2 separate regions of the Mus musculus genome follow, and region 2 is linked to region 1. Evidence: chromatin contacts called from public promoter capture Hi-C data. All regions are on one chromosome and are shown on one strand. Each heading gives the region's core, a stretch centred on a gene start, on an enhancer-like site or on the middle of the called end of the contact. The rest is flanking DNA. Distances are from core to core; before and after follow the strand shown. Region 1 has its middle 39 kb from the start of Eml4. Region 2 holds the start of Mta3 (metastasis associated 3).

Region 1 (7,031 bases), core at 2,569-5,068:
GCAGATATGATTAAGCTAAGGACCTTGAGATGGAGAGATTACCCGGGATTAGCCTGGAAAGCATGCTGTGATCACAGGGTTCCTTATAAGGGAAGGAAGCAAAGCAGGAAAGCCAGAGGAGCAAGGATTGCAGCAAGGTTGGAGGGGCCGAGGAATGCAGGCAGCCTTCGTGATCTGAAAAGGCCAAGAGAATGTGTGCTGCAGGATTCGAACCTCCCGAAAGATGCTGCTCTCACTGGCGCCTCCATTTCAGGTTTTAAGACTTCTAGATCAGGAACCTAATCCACATGTGGCGTTCTCAGTTGTCACACACACAATGCACAGGTCACAGAGGGAAGCCATTGCGGCTATTCTAAGTTCGGCAACGGAGCAACGAAGGCAAAAGACAAAACTGCAAACCTTTCTAGCCAACCCTGTCCCTGCTCCCTTGTACCCTGCTATAGGAAGATAATAGTTGGCCTTCGCCAGCTTGGTCCTTGCACTCAGAGCTCCTGAAGAAAGATGAATTTGGCTACCCTCAGGCTGAGCCACAGAAAACTTCAAGTCTCTGCTCCCTGCTTTTTTTTCAGAGTTTCTCTGCCAGCATGAAGTCAAGAGAGCCCTCCCCCTCCTCTCTCCTCTTAGGGTTTTATCACCTGCAAGCAGCTCTTAGAGGAGAGTGGGGGAAGGGGGAGAAATAGCTTTAGTCTAAATCTCTGTTACTAACTGGCTTTTGTTAAAGGCAAAGTATAGTCTACCCTCCTATAACACGCTGCTGAGAACTGTGGGCTTTTTCTTCCTCTGGCTCTAGGAAGGAATAATGCATATACTACCCTTTTTCCCCCCTAATTCTGGAGATTTAACCCAGGGTATCTTGCATGCTAAATCCACATTATACCACGGAACAAAACCTTCAGCCAGAATATCTCTTTCTTAAAATTTTTATTACATTTATCTGTTTATTTGTGCACGTGTGTGCTCAGATAAATGCCACAGCCTGTGTGAAGGTCAGAGGACAACTTGCAGGGGTCAGTTCTCTCTTCCACCGTGTGGGTCCTGGGATCCAACTCAGGTTGTCAGGGTGCAGCAAGCAACTGCTCCTGAGCCATCATGCGCGCGTGCGCATGCGTGTGTGTGTATGTGTGTGTGTGTGTGTGTGTGTGTGTGTGTGTGTGTGTATGTGTGTGTGCATGTATGTGTGTATATGTGTGTGTATGTGTGTGTATATGTGTGTGTATGTGTGTGTGTATGTGTGTGTATGTGTGTGTGTGTGTGTGTGTGTGTGTATGTGTGTGTGTGTATGTGTGTGTATATGTGTGTGTGTGTGTGTATGTGTGTGTGTATGTGTGTGTGTGTGTGTCATGGGCCGTTGTGGGCTTCCTGATGAGTGCTAGAGACCTCTATACACTCTGGTCCTCTATAAGAGCAGCAAGCGCTCTTAACCACTAAGCCGGTCTTCAGCCCCTGTGTGTTTTTGAGATGCGGTCTTATACTGGACAAACTGGACAAACTGGACAAACGCTCTTCCAATGGAACAGCATCTTTAGCCTCTTGTTTGTGGGTTTTGGGGTTGTTTTTTGGGGGGGATGCTTCATATATTTTTGTTTTGCTTTGTTTTGTGTTTGTTTGCTTTTTTCCAGACTGACTAAGTGGATCTTCCTGGCCTAGAACTCACTATGTTCTAGGCTGGCCTTGAACTCATGAGCCTCCTGATTCAGCCGTCTAAGATCTGGGCTCATAGGTATATACTACCAAAGTCAGCCAGTATCTTTTTAAAATAAAACAAGCAGTGCCATTTATTATCTATCTATTTATTTATTTGCCAGGAAGTGGCATGAACATGAGGGTCAAAGATCAAAGGCTGAAAGGTCAGGTCTCTCCTACCAGGTAAGTCCCAGGGATAGAATTCAGACAGTCAGGCTTGGAGGCAAGGCCCTTCCTTCATCTGCTGAGCTATCTCACTGGCCCCAATGCCTTAGTTACCAGTTACTCAGGACCCCTCTCTTTCCTCACCATGGCTTCTTCCTAACCAAGAAAGAGGGCAGTCCTGACCAAGCATCGGCACCTTGAGCTAATGACTCCAATTAAACCAAACTCCAACTCTAGACATAGAAGAATTTCACAAGGAAGAATTGTTGACTGGAGACTCCAATTCAGCTTGCCACCATTCACTACACAATGCTGGTTGCAGAGTAATCACTACAGTATAAATAATGATACTTTTTGTGTGTGTTTCCTGGGTGCCAGGAACTTCACTCAATGTTTTACCTACCTTAGCTCACTGAAGCTTTTCCCATGAGACTGGGACTGTCGTCTTCTGTATCTCACAGATGAAGATTGTGCTGATGGGGATTAGGGACACTATGGAAGCTCAGACTGCTAATAGGAGGTGAAGTCAGGGCTGTTCTAGGGTTACCTGGCAGCCGTGCCCTCTCTACCTCTGCTTGCTTGCTCCCCGAACTTGTTAAAAGGCTTTCAAGTGTACACTGGGTTTCCATTCCTAGTTTAAAGGTTCATGACAGATTTGACCACGATTTGTGGGAATTATAGATGGATTTTTTTTTCTAATACAGGGTTTCTCTGTGTAGCCCTCGGTGTCCTACAACTCACTCTGTAGACCAGGCTAGTCTAAAACTCAGAGATCCACCTGCCTCTGCCTCCCAAGTGCTGAGATTAAAGGCATGTGCCACTACCACCCAGGTAACAGATAATTAAAAAAAACAAAACAAAACTGATAATGTGTGTGTGTGTGTGTGTGTGTGTTAATTGCATCTAACTGGTTGAAATGGTAAATTTGAAGGTTTATAGTCAAGAGCAGTGGCGAGACATTTATTCTGAAAGAGTCAAGGACTGCCACCTCCACTTATAAGCCTTTAATAAATGAGAGTCTAAAATACTCTAAGTAGAATCCCAGCAGAGACTACAAGCCAAGAATGCCTGGCTTACAAAATAATGGGGGCTGCTTCTTCCCAAGTTACCATGCACAGAAGCAAAACTTGGCAGAATCTGAAACAAAAGATTTTGATTCCGTTCCTACCAGGGCTTCCAGAGAAGGGGAGCAAAACAAACTACGCAAAACTTGGTGCTTATTACTACTACCAAATCCAAGCACCTGGACCAGTCGGTATTGGGCGAGAATCCCACCCAGCTCTCTGCCCAAGGAACTCAACCCCAAATACCCACGTGCAGAGAGTAGGAGATTTCTGCCCCTCCTTATTTTCTGCAGTTCTATTTCTGGGGGAGAATTTCCACATATAACCCAGCTGCTGCCCTGACACCATCTTCATTGAGTAATCCATGGGATGTCACACCAGCCAGGCGCTAAGGGAAGCCCTGCTTTTATGGATTGGCTCTTAATTTGGGAATTTTTATTTTCTGACTTCCCTCCCTCTTTTCTTTCTTTCTTTCTTTTTTTTTTTTTTTTTTTTTTTTCTTTTTCTTTTTTTTTTTTTCCGATGGACTGCGCTGCTTTTGAGGCAAGATGCCTGAGTGGTGAAGTGTTGCCTGCTTTTGAGAAAAGGAATTCCTGCTGGTTGAGAGGCCAACAGTTGAGTGAAAGGCAAAATGTGTGCCTTTAATAGTACATCTTAATTGGCTAGCTGGCTCAGGAGAAAGGATGTGTGGGCCTGCTGTGGGCTCAGTTGCTTCTGGTACCAGTCAGATCTGAGCTGACAAGATGAGCTTGGGACATTGGATCTTATAGCCACTCCCGGGTGCCTAGAGAGCCACCCCCACCTCTTCCCTGGCACCGCAAGGCCACCTCTCTCCCTTACTTCTCAGCTGGGAGACAGCAAAGGCGAGTTTGGCAAAGTTCCCCCGTAAAAAGTCTAATCCAAACATCATGTCCGCTGAGCTCAGCGGGGTGACTCATGTGCGCTGATGTGTGGGGCTAGCAAGCAGAGATTAGGATCTGGCCCGCCCGCCCCGCCAGCCTGCCCTGCACTTCCTTTGATCAGCTCTGATGGGTTTTAATTCTGCAGAAGTAACTTCCTGCCAGCCAGCGGCAAACAGCTTTCGGTGGAGGCTCCCAAGCCGCATCTATACTGACCTACTTGTCAGAGGCCAAGCAGGCATGGGTTCATGGCACAAGGATGACATCTTGGGCTCATATCCCGCCCAGGGCAGAGAGGAGAGCCTCTCTCGCTGAGGTGACATCAGATGCTTGCTCCTTGGCCAACACTAGCAAAGCCTTGAGTTTCGGCAGCCTAGGCTCTGAACCTGCTGCTGGCTTTAGTTAAGTTAGCTAGATAATAATAATAATAATAATAATAATAATAATAATAATAATAAGCCTTTTTTTTTAAAGCTGGGACATCTCCAGCATCTGGCACAAAACAAAGCTCTCACTGGGTTCTTCAGAAATATTTCACATCTGTTTTGCTCAAGACCAAACACATTCGGAGTATATTACTTTCTGGAACCGTGCTTACCCTGCTCCGTTGGAATGTGCTTGTCTCTCCATTCTTTTAAATCCCCTCAATTAACACTGCCAAGTGGAGCACCTGACATCGGGGTGTGGACTTGCTCCAATCCCGCCCCCTCTCCCCAACTCCCTCCCCATCCCGATTTCTCTTTTGTCTCTCTTCTCAGCCAGCAGGGCAGTGAATCTATAACTCAGGCAGTATGCTAGAACCTCCCTGGGAAGGGGTGTGGTCTTTAAAAAAAAAATCTGAGACCAGACTCCACCCTAGAAGAATCTGGCCTCCATATTGTCTCAAGCTCCCATTGTGGGGGGAGGAGGGGAGCACGGATATCTAAGGTCATGTGGCTTCAGTCATCTGCCTAAAGAATGGTTCTTATCTCCTATCTCCTGTCTACCCCTCCTACCTCCATTTGGTGTGGGGGGCTTCAGGAAAAACGCTTTAGCCACATTAGGGTAAAATAGTGTCTGGGTAGGATGGCATATGTATTAGAAATTTGCTTATCTAAAGTTTGAGTGTGAAATGTCTCCCGCAGGCTGGCTCATGTGTCTGAGTTCTTGGTCTCCAGCTAATGGGAAACTGTAGAAGTTTTGTGATATAGGGCTTTGCTGGTAGACATAGACTACTAGGGATCGGGCTTGAAGGTTGTAGTCCAGCCTGCTCCTGGTCTTGTTCTTTACTTCCCGATCAGCCACAGTGTGAACCAGCCTGCTGCAGACTCTCACCAACATGGACAGAGCAACACTGGCCCGGCTGTACCTTACCCACTGTGATGAACTGATATCCACCAGCTGGCCAATCCTTCCTTCCTTGTTTCCATCAAGTAGTATCTCACCGATGAGAAAAGTGACTGGTCCATCTAATGAAAAGTATTTACTGCGCCAAGTACATAACTCAGAGGCATAGGGGGCACAGGCTCTGGGTTCAATCTTCTGTACCCCACAAACTCACACCCCAAGAATGAAGGTAGCATGCATGGTGCTCTCAATGCAAGCATATCTAGGGATATAAGGTCATGTGGAGGTATAAGCTGGAGTTCGATGGTATCCTTGGCCACATTGAACTTGGGACTAGCCTAAGCTTGTCTCAGAACAAAACTTCATTTGTTTCAGGGTTATGAGGCTGGAGCATCTGATCAGAGCTGTCCTGCTCTGTTACGACGACGGGGCAGAATGTAAGACATGGAGGGAGGAAGGGGATGAGGGAGGGAGATGAAGAACTCATTCTTTTTTGAGTAAGAAACTCCCAAGAAAGGAAGCTGTCCCTGAGTGGACGTCATTCACATAAAGCAACCATCTTTGAAAGGTCTATTTCTCAACACTGTTGTGCTGGGGATTAACCTTCCCACACACTAACTTTGAGAGGACACATTAAAACCAAAGCAATCTGAAGGTTCCAGTTGTAAACCGGGTGAGGGTGGGTGGGGACAGGGCGTGCTAGAGAGGTAGTTGATGGAATGGCAGATGTCATCAATGTGTCCAAGCACCCACCCAAAACCCCTAGGGCCTTAGGAAAAACATGTAGGCATTTGAGATTCTCCCCATGACAGGGCTGAGACTGGTATTTGGTGGATGGGGAACAAGGCGCGCTGAGCGCATTACTGTAGACGGGACGGTTTCAGTGAAGGGCAGTGTGGTCTGCAGAGCAAGTTCCAGGACAGCCAAGGCAATACAGAGAAACACCAACACCACCACCACCACCAAAAAAAGGAAAGAAAAAGGAGAGCCGGGTGGTGGTGGCACACGCCTTTAGTCCCAGCACTTGGGAGGCAGAGGCAGGCGGATTTCTGAGTTCCAGGGCAGCCTGGTCTACAGAGTGAGTTCCAGGACAACCAGGGCTACACAGAGAAATCCTGTCTCAAAAAAACAAAATAAAACAAAAGAGCAAAATGCCCAGATCAGTCCTACCCACTATACCACCTGATGAAGGAGCAAAGTTCTCACTTAGTTGATAGCTGCTCAAAGGGGTCTTATTTTTTTAAAATATATTGTTTGTGTGTGTGTGTGTGTGTGTGTGTGTGTATGTGTGTGTGTGTGTGTGTGTGTGTGTGTGTGTGTGTGTTGTGCATGCCAAGACGTATGTGAGGATGTCAGAAAACAACTTCATAGTGTCAGCGTTCTCCTTCCACCTTGGAGCAAATTCTAAAGACTGACCTCTGGTCCTCAGGCTTTCAAAGCAAGTAGCAAGCACCTCTATCCACTGAGTCATCTCGATGGCCTACTGCTTGTTTTAAAACAACAACAACAACAAAAAAACCTGGTGCAGCAGATCAGATGAAATATGCAAGGGTAAGACAATGAAAGATGAAAGTCAGGAGGAGGAACCATGAGAGGAAGGCAGAGATAATTTTATGAATGGATTCTAAACTAAAGTCCTGGTTTCTTGTCAGTTAAATAAAAAAAAGCCGGAAACACCGGCGGTTATATCATCCTTGCTGTCTGAGGAGAGGAAGCAAGATCAGCTCCTGAGGAAATGTAATCTTTCCCCTCCTGTTCAGCTCTGAACGAAACTTATCAACTCTTCAAAGTCAGGGCTGAGTAACAGCAGATTGTCTTCAGGGGAGTTTTAAACAACACTGAAAAGTGGTTGGGGCTGACACAAAGGCCTAAGAGGTTTTGGCCATCAAGCCTG
Region 2 (7,031 bases), core at 3,070-5,569, 390 kb after region 1:
AGGCAGTGATGTGGTGATGCTGTCTCTTTCTTTCTTCTTTGTCTTTCTTTCAGATAAGGTCTCATGTAGCTCCGGCTGGTCCTCCTGCCTCTATCTCCAGAAAGCTAAGATGGCAGGCATAGGCTGCCACACCTGGCTCATTTGCAGCATTCTTGCAAATGGAAGAGTGGGTTTATAGAGACCAACAGAGGGAACACTCTGGGCCTCAAGCAATGCCTTCCATGTGTTTCTTTAATTACAACAGCCATACTAGGAAGCTTTGTCCATGGGGAGACCCCATTTACTCTGGTGTTACTGACATGCTGTAGGGGACATCTCTTCCATAGGGATACTGGAGATGGCCAGAGAGAAATGTGACGTAACAAATATGAAGTCCTTAACATGGGACACCACACCTGGCTTATTCAGTGTTGGGGATGAAGATGCATGTGGGGTGTGTATTCTACCAACAGAGCTACAACTTCAGCCCCCATCTATTTATTTATTTTACTTTAAGACTTTTTTTATTTATGTGTGTGTTTGTGTGCTTGTGTGTAGGTGTGTGTGAAGGCCAGAAGAAGGTGTTGAATGCTCTGGAGCTGGAGTTAGAGACGACTGCAGGTCCTCTGATATGGGTGTGTCTTAGTCAGGGTTTCTTTTGTTTTTTGTTTGTTTGTTTGTTTGTTTTTGTTTTGTTTTTTTTTTTTGGTTTTTCGAGACAGGGTTTCTGTGTGTAGCCCTGGCTGTCCTGGAACTCACTCTGTAGACCAGGGTGGCCTCAAACTCAGAAATCTGCCTGCCTCTGCCTCCCGAGTGCTGGGATTAAAGGCATGCGCCACCACGCCCGGCTAGTCAGGATTTCTATTCCTGCACAAACATCATGACCAAGAAGCAGTTGGGGAGGAAAGGGTTTATTCAGCTTACATTTCCACACTGCCGTTCATCACCAAGGAAGTCAGGACTGGAACTCAAGCAGGTCAGAAAGCAGGAGCTGATGCAGAGGCCATGGAGGGATGTTCTTTACTGGCTTGCTTCCCCTGGCTTGCTCAGCCTGCTTTCTTATAGAACCAAGACTACCAGCCCAGAGATGGCCCCACCCACAAGGGGCCTTTCTCCCTTGATCACTAATTGAGAAAATGCCTTACAGTTGGATCTCATGGAGGCATTTCCTCAACTGAAGCTCCTTTCTTTGTGATAACTCCAGCTGTGTCAAGTTGATACAAAACTAGCCAGTACAGGGTTCTTCTGGGATCCTAACTCCATGCACTCCTGAAACAGCAATGCATGCTCTGGTTGCTGAGCCTCCCTCCCTTCCCCACTCTTTAAGATACTGAGCATTTCCAATATAGAGGACCCTGTTTTGGAGCTGGAGGTAGAAGGAGCTTAAGACAGAGAAGATAGGGGAGACAGGGGAGTCTGAATTGGCCACCACCATTACTTCCTGTTCTGACCCAGGTCTAAGTCTTTAATGGGGGCTCCAGGCTATGACTGGAGAAAAGCTGAGTGTGGACAGGTGTGGGAAATGTTCTTAGCACTTTTCACATACCTGTTGTGGTAAGTATAGAGACCTCAAAAAACCTGAGGAAATGGGAAGAGCAGATAAGGAAGTAATAAGAATACAGAAATACTTTGAGGAAGGATTTTTTTTTTTTACTTATTATTTTGCTTTTGAGATGGACTCTCATGTAGTCTAGGATGGCGTCATGAAATTGTGTAGCTGAGGAAAACTTGAGTTTCTCCTTCCTGCCGTCTTCCTACCTTCACTTTCAACCCAAGGATTGGGTTTAGAAGCATAGGCTATCATTCTTGACTTATTTTCTGGTGGGCCTCTAACCCAGAGCTTCAGGTATGGTAGGATCTAGTCACATCTTAGTCAGCTATAACCCAGCCATGGAGCTCAGGCTAACCTCAAATTCCCCGTGCAGTTTAGGATAATCTTGAACTCCTGCTATTCCTGCCTCTACCCCCCAACTGGACTTTAAGAAAAACTTAGTGTGTATGTGTGCATGTATGTAGGCTATAATGGGCATGTGTGTATGTGTGTATGTGTGCATGTGTGAAGTCTATGATGGGCATGTGTGTATGTGTGCATGTATGAAGTTTATGATGGGCATGTTTATCTGTGCATGTATGAAGTCCATGATGTACATGTGGGGCTCTGTGGACAACTTTTGGGAATTAATTTTCTCTTTCCAATGTATTTGTTCCAGGGGTCGAACTTGTCAGCAAGCATGTTTACCTGCTGAGCCATCTCCTATGCACCTCCAGCCCTACTCTTGTTCATATTTATTACTTAAAAATAATGAGAAAGCCTTCTAAAACTTATGATCCATTTCTTTGAATTTTCAGGCGGCATTCTTAGTAGAAGACAGACTTTGCGGTTCATGCTGTTTGGGCCAGAGGGATTAGTTCTGATGCCGGAATACTATTCCAGGTGAACTATCAGCTGATGTGTGTCAGTTTAGAAATGGAGAGTGGTTTCAGATAAGTCACATTATATTTTCGGTAGGATCCCCAGTAAAAGAGTTATGATAAATGATAAATAACAGCTATACTGTCAGCATACCAGAGCTCTTTTGTTTTCTTCCCTGGGCCAGAAGGGCTGAGGACTCACAGTTTGCAAGCTACCAGCGAATCTGAGGCTTTCCAGAGTACAAAAGAATCGACAGACACCTGCTATTCTCAATATTGGATGCTAGAGGAGCTTCAACCAAAATGCAGTCTTCTTTTCCCGGGACAACTCCTACTTTGGCACAGCCCTTTAAATCAGCATCACCAGGCACTCCAACCCACAATACTAGGCCAATGTTTATTGTGCAACAAGGCCTGGGTGTAGTTTGGAATGCCTTGGCTTTCCTAAAAGAAGTTATGTGTTCATTGGGGAGAGTCAGTCAGGAAGATCTCGCTCTGTATCCCAAGCTGGCCACAAACTGGAGCGCCTCCAGCCTTTGCCTATGGAATACTAGGGTTACAGGTGTTTAGTACTATGAGGACCATCTATATTCAAAACCTCATAGAGGGTGTGAGGAACGTGAAAAGGGATCTATAGCTACTCAGCATGGGAAAACTAGCCACTTAAGAGCTTTCTGATGGGACAAGTGATCCTACACCTGTAATATAACCCAGCACTCAGGAGGCTGAGGCAGGAGGCTACAAGAGCCAGCCTGAACTGAGACCCGTATTAAAACAAGTAATGTTGGTGAGGTAGCTCAGTATAGCCAGGCCTGACTATCTGAGTTCAATCTCTACTCCTATGATAGACCTATACATATATATCTCATAGCATTCATGCCCTCACATGATAGATAGATAAATAGATGCATGGATGGATAGATAAGTAAATAAGTGTATTAAGAATTTAAAAACAAACCAACAAACATGAAAAGTTAGTTCTATAGTTAAATGACTAGCCTGTGCAAAGACCTGGCTTCAATCCCCATTAATGCAAAAAAAAAAAAAAACCAAAAAACCAAAAACGGGGATTGGGGCGAGGACGTGCTTTTTGACATAAAACTAGTTAGCTGACCAGCAACCCCAAGCTGTTAGACACGACCTCCTCCTTTTGATGGGGGGAAAACTGCGGATTGTGGAAACCCTGTTCTTCTACCGGCAAAGGAAGCCCTCTTGTGCTGAAGGCCTCCCCTGGTCAAAGCACACGCTGTACACAAAGCCTGTTTAGAGGCAGGGCTAGAGGATGTGTGTGTGTGTGTGTGTGTGTGGGGGGGGGGGTCGGTTTTGTTCAGCCCAGTTTTGGCACAGCCACGACTGACCTGCCAGTGTGGTCGGGGTGAGAAAGTCAGCTTCCAGTTCTTTTCATAGCTGGGTCTCAGACTTGAGCAAGCTGCAAGTACGTAGGGTCTTCTTGGCCCCAGGGCCTGTAGGCTCTAAAGCCACCAAACGTCCTCTCACCACGAGGGAGGGACGCAAACAAGCATCTGTCGCTTGCATTGGCTGCATCGGAGAGTTGTACCCAGAAGGGCGTTCGTGTGCTTGAGGTCACACATAGAGGGGTGTCCCTGGGGAACAGAAGCAGGAAAGGAGAACCTGTCCCAAGGTGGACAGGTGACGCGGGCGAGAGAGACGCTCGGAGTGGCTGAACCTCTGTCCCCACCCTGGTTCTTCCACAGCCCCTGACCCTGGTGTGCTACCCCGAGGCTAGTGCGGGTGGCCCCTGGGGTCTTCGGCCCCCCGCAGCCCGCCGCCCCGTTCCCGCCGTGCTCCGGCCTCCCGGGCCCGCTCGGCGTCGCTCTGCCGGCGCTGGGGGCGGGCACAGCCCCCTCCCTCGGTGTCCCCTCCCCGTCCCTCCCCCTCCCCCGTGGCGAGGCGGCGGCGGCGGCGGCAGCGGCGGCGGTCGAGGCTGAGGCGGCGGCGGCGGGCGGGGCTCGGCTCGGGCTCCGCGGGCGGGCGGGCGGACATGGCGGCCAACATGTACCGGGTCGGAGGTAGGAAGGCTCGGCCCTTCCCGGCCCGTCGGGGAGCGGGCGGTGGGAGCGGGGGTCCGGGCAGCGCACGCTTACTGCCAGCAGCCCGGGAGCCCGGGGCTGAGGGCGCCGCGGGCGGGGCGCAGGGGGATCCCCACCCCCACTCCCCTCCCCCACCGCTCCTGCCCGGCGTCTCGGGGCCAGGCCTCTTCTGGGGACACGCATCGGACACCCCCTTTACGAACGCCCCAAAGGGACAGAGCCCCTGCAAGCCCCCTAGCTGAGTGGTCTTTCCCTCGCGTGGCTTTTGGGCACGAGGGAGGGGGGCTTGAGCACCCCTCACCCCAAACCCCGGCTTCTGCCTCGGTGTTAGCGTGGGCTGGGGACGATGGTGGCCCAGGTGGGGGGCAGAGCTCGACAGGCCTGTTTGCAGAGCCCGGGCCCTGCACCGTCGCTGCTTCACCCCCCATTCCCTTCGGTTTCCCGTTCAGTCCCCCTGAGAGTGGGGCTGTGTGTGGGGCCAGGGAGCCGCAGCCCCAGGTAGGGAGTAGAGCTCAGCCTGGACGTTGGCTCTGCTGTCTGTCTTTCCAGCCTTCTGCAGAAGAGAGAGAAATAAGGTCAAACAAACTTTCCCTGCTCACGACGCCCTCCCTCCCTCCTTCCTGGTAAAATAATAATTCAGATAAGTGGCGTGTTTGTGAGTGAGACTTGCTCTTCCGTCTTTGCTCATTAGCCGAGCTCCTGATGGATGATGGTGGGGGAATGGCCTGGCTAAATGAGGCCACTTAGCAGCAGAGGGCTGGGAGAGAGCCGCCTAGGTAGACCGTGACTGTGCAGTCTAGTCTCTCAGGTAAACACATAGTGGGAAGTTTCCAGCCACTCTGTAGAGGAAAAATCCTGTACCTTTGGTTGAAAACTTGCCATGGTTTCTTTATAAGAAGGGTCTAAATGGAGTTGAATCAAATATAAAAAAAGGGGGGAAAAAAAACAACCCAACACCCAGCCCCTATTCCTCACCATCCCAGGTAGAGCAAGGAAAAGTTTGATACCTGCTTGCCCTTACACATTCTGCCTGCCGATTTTTTTTTTTAAGTTGATGTTTGAAATGAATTTGGGCTGTTAAGCCTTTCTTTTTCTCCTGATTTGTCTCAGGTCAACACTTTTATGTAAGAATCGTTGTTGAGGGCTGGTTGGATTGGAGGGATGAGGCGCTAGTGGGAGGCTGCGTTGATGAGCTCTGATACATAGTGATGAAGGGGTTTGCCTATCATGTTGTGGTGGGGTTGTTTGGTTGTTTGAGGCAAGGTGTCTACTTAGGCCTAGATGCCCTAGGATTCAGTCCTAGACCAGGCTGGCCTCACAGAGATCTGCTTGCCTCTGCTCCATAGGTGCTGGGATTTAAGACCTGTGCTTTTTGTTGTTGTTTGAGGCAAAGTCTTGCTATGTAGCACGAGGCTGGCCTCTGCTTTGTGATTCTCCTGCCTTTGTGTCCCACTCCCCCCAATTACAGCAAGCCATGCTTTTTTTTGTTTTTTTTTTTAAATTAAATAATTAATTCAAGGGTGACCACTGTGGCACATGCCAGTAAATTCAGCCTGTAAGTGTTGGGCCAGGAGGCTTAGGAGTTGAAGGCCAGTCTCAATTACTTCACCAGTTCTTGCCAGCCCGGACTGCTATTTTCAAAAAGAAAATGAAATGTAAGCAGGATGTGGTACGTGGTACATACCACTAATCTCCACTTGAGTGTGTGAGGCTGGGGGATGTTGAGTTAGTTCTAGATGAGCTTGGGCTACTTCGTCAGGGGTGGGAATTCTAGGACGGTGATAAACTTGGAACCGCTTACAGAGGCTGCCTTACAGTGGCTTGCCTACTTCCTAACGCATAGGGAATTGTAGCCCAAGAGATGGTGGCTCACCTTTAATCCCAGCTCTCCAGTCCTGGGCAGAGGCAGGCAGGTCTCTGCTGTGAGTTTGAGGCCAGTCTGGTGAACAAGGCAAGCTCTCTGAGACATGCCGAGCTATCTCATGTGACCCTGTCTAAAACAAAACGGAAAATAAACAAAAACAAGAAAAGGGCTCTGAGCTGTCAAATGTGAGCTCTTGGTTGAAAAGACCTGTGCGTTTTTTGTTTGCAGACTACGTTTATTTTGAGAATTCCTCCAGCAACCCGTACCTCATCAGACGGATAGAGGAGCTCAACAAGGTGAGTGAGCAGTGTGGCATCACCTGGCCAACACCGAAGCGCTTCCCCTTTAAGGGTTACTGGGTAAAGGGCCCGAGAGGTGATTTTTACTTTCAGTTCCAGGCTAATTACAGAGTTCTGCAGGCATCTGAATATTTGTTGGCTTCTTATAAAGATTTTTGACCCATGTTACGTTTGTTTCTTCAGATTGCTTTGAACCTTGAAGATCAGGCCAGTTGTGTGTAACTTGACTTCTGTTCATATTTAAGACTGTAGGCATGTTTCATATTTAAACATTAGGCATGTTTGTTTGAGCTAGGCTTACAATGACTTCCAAAAAAATCTCAATCCTCCTGCCTCAGTTTCCCAAGCGCTGTTTCACATCTGCTAGTGAATGAGTATATTCCTCCTCGAGCTTTAGAAGGAAGAATCTAATTTGGGCGTGGTGGT

What was found. Promoter capture Hi-C pulls out the DNA fragments that hold promoters and counts their contacts.
Region 2: a promoter capture Hi-C map of the HPC-7 cell line shows a contact between it and region 1. The contact joins the promoter of Mta3 here to the enhancer-like site in region 1. A contact is called at or near these places in 2 of 39 promoter capture datasets (the C10 cell line and the HPC-7 cell line).

What each region holds. Positions count from the first base shown.
Region 1 is chr17:83,308,778-83,315,808 of GRCm38.p6, forward strand. No RefSeq gene overlaps it. Among named protein-coding and RNA genes, the nearest start is that of Eml4, 39 kb to the right of the region's middle. Within about 2 kb of position 3,819, at least 237 of the 459 cell types and tissues checked have an H3K27ac peak or open chromatin away from gene starts, as enhancers often do. A contact at or near this core is called in the HPC-7 cell line, where this site is marked.
Region 2 is chr17:83,701,865-83,708,895 of GRCm38.p6, forward strand. It overlaps Mta3 (metastasis associated 3), which reads left to right and starts at 4,320. Exons shown (of 17, transcript NM_001379391.1): 1 at 4,320-4,421; 2 at 6,535-6,602. The coding sequence starts at 4,394.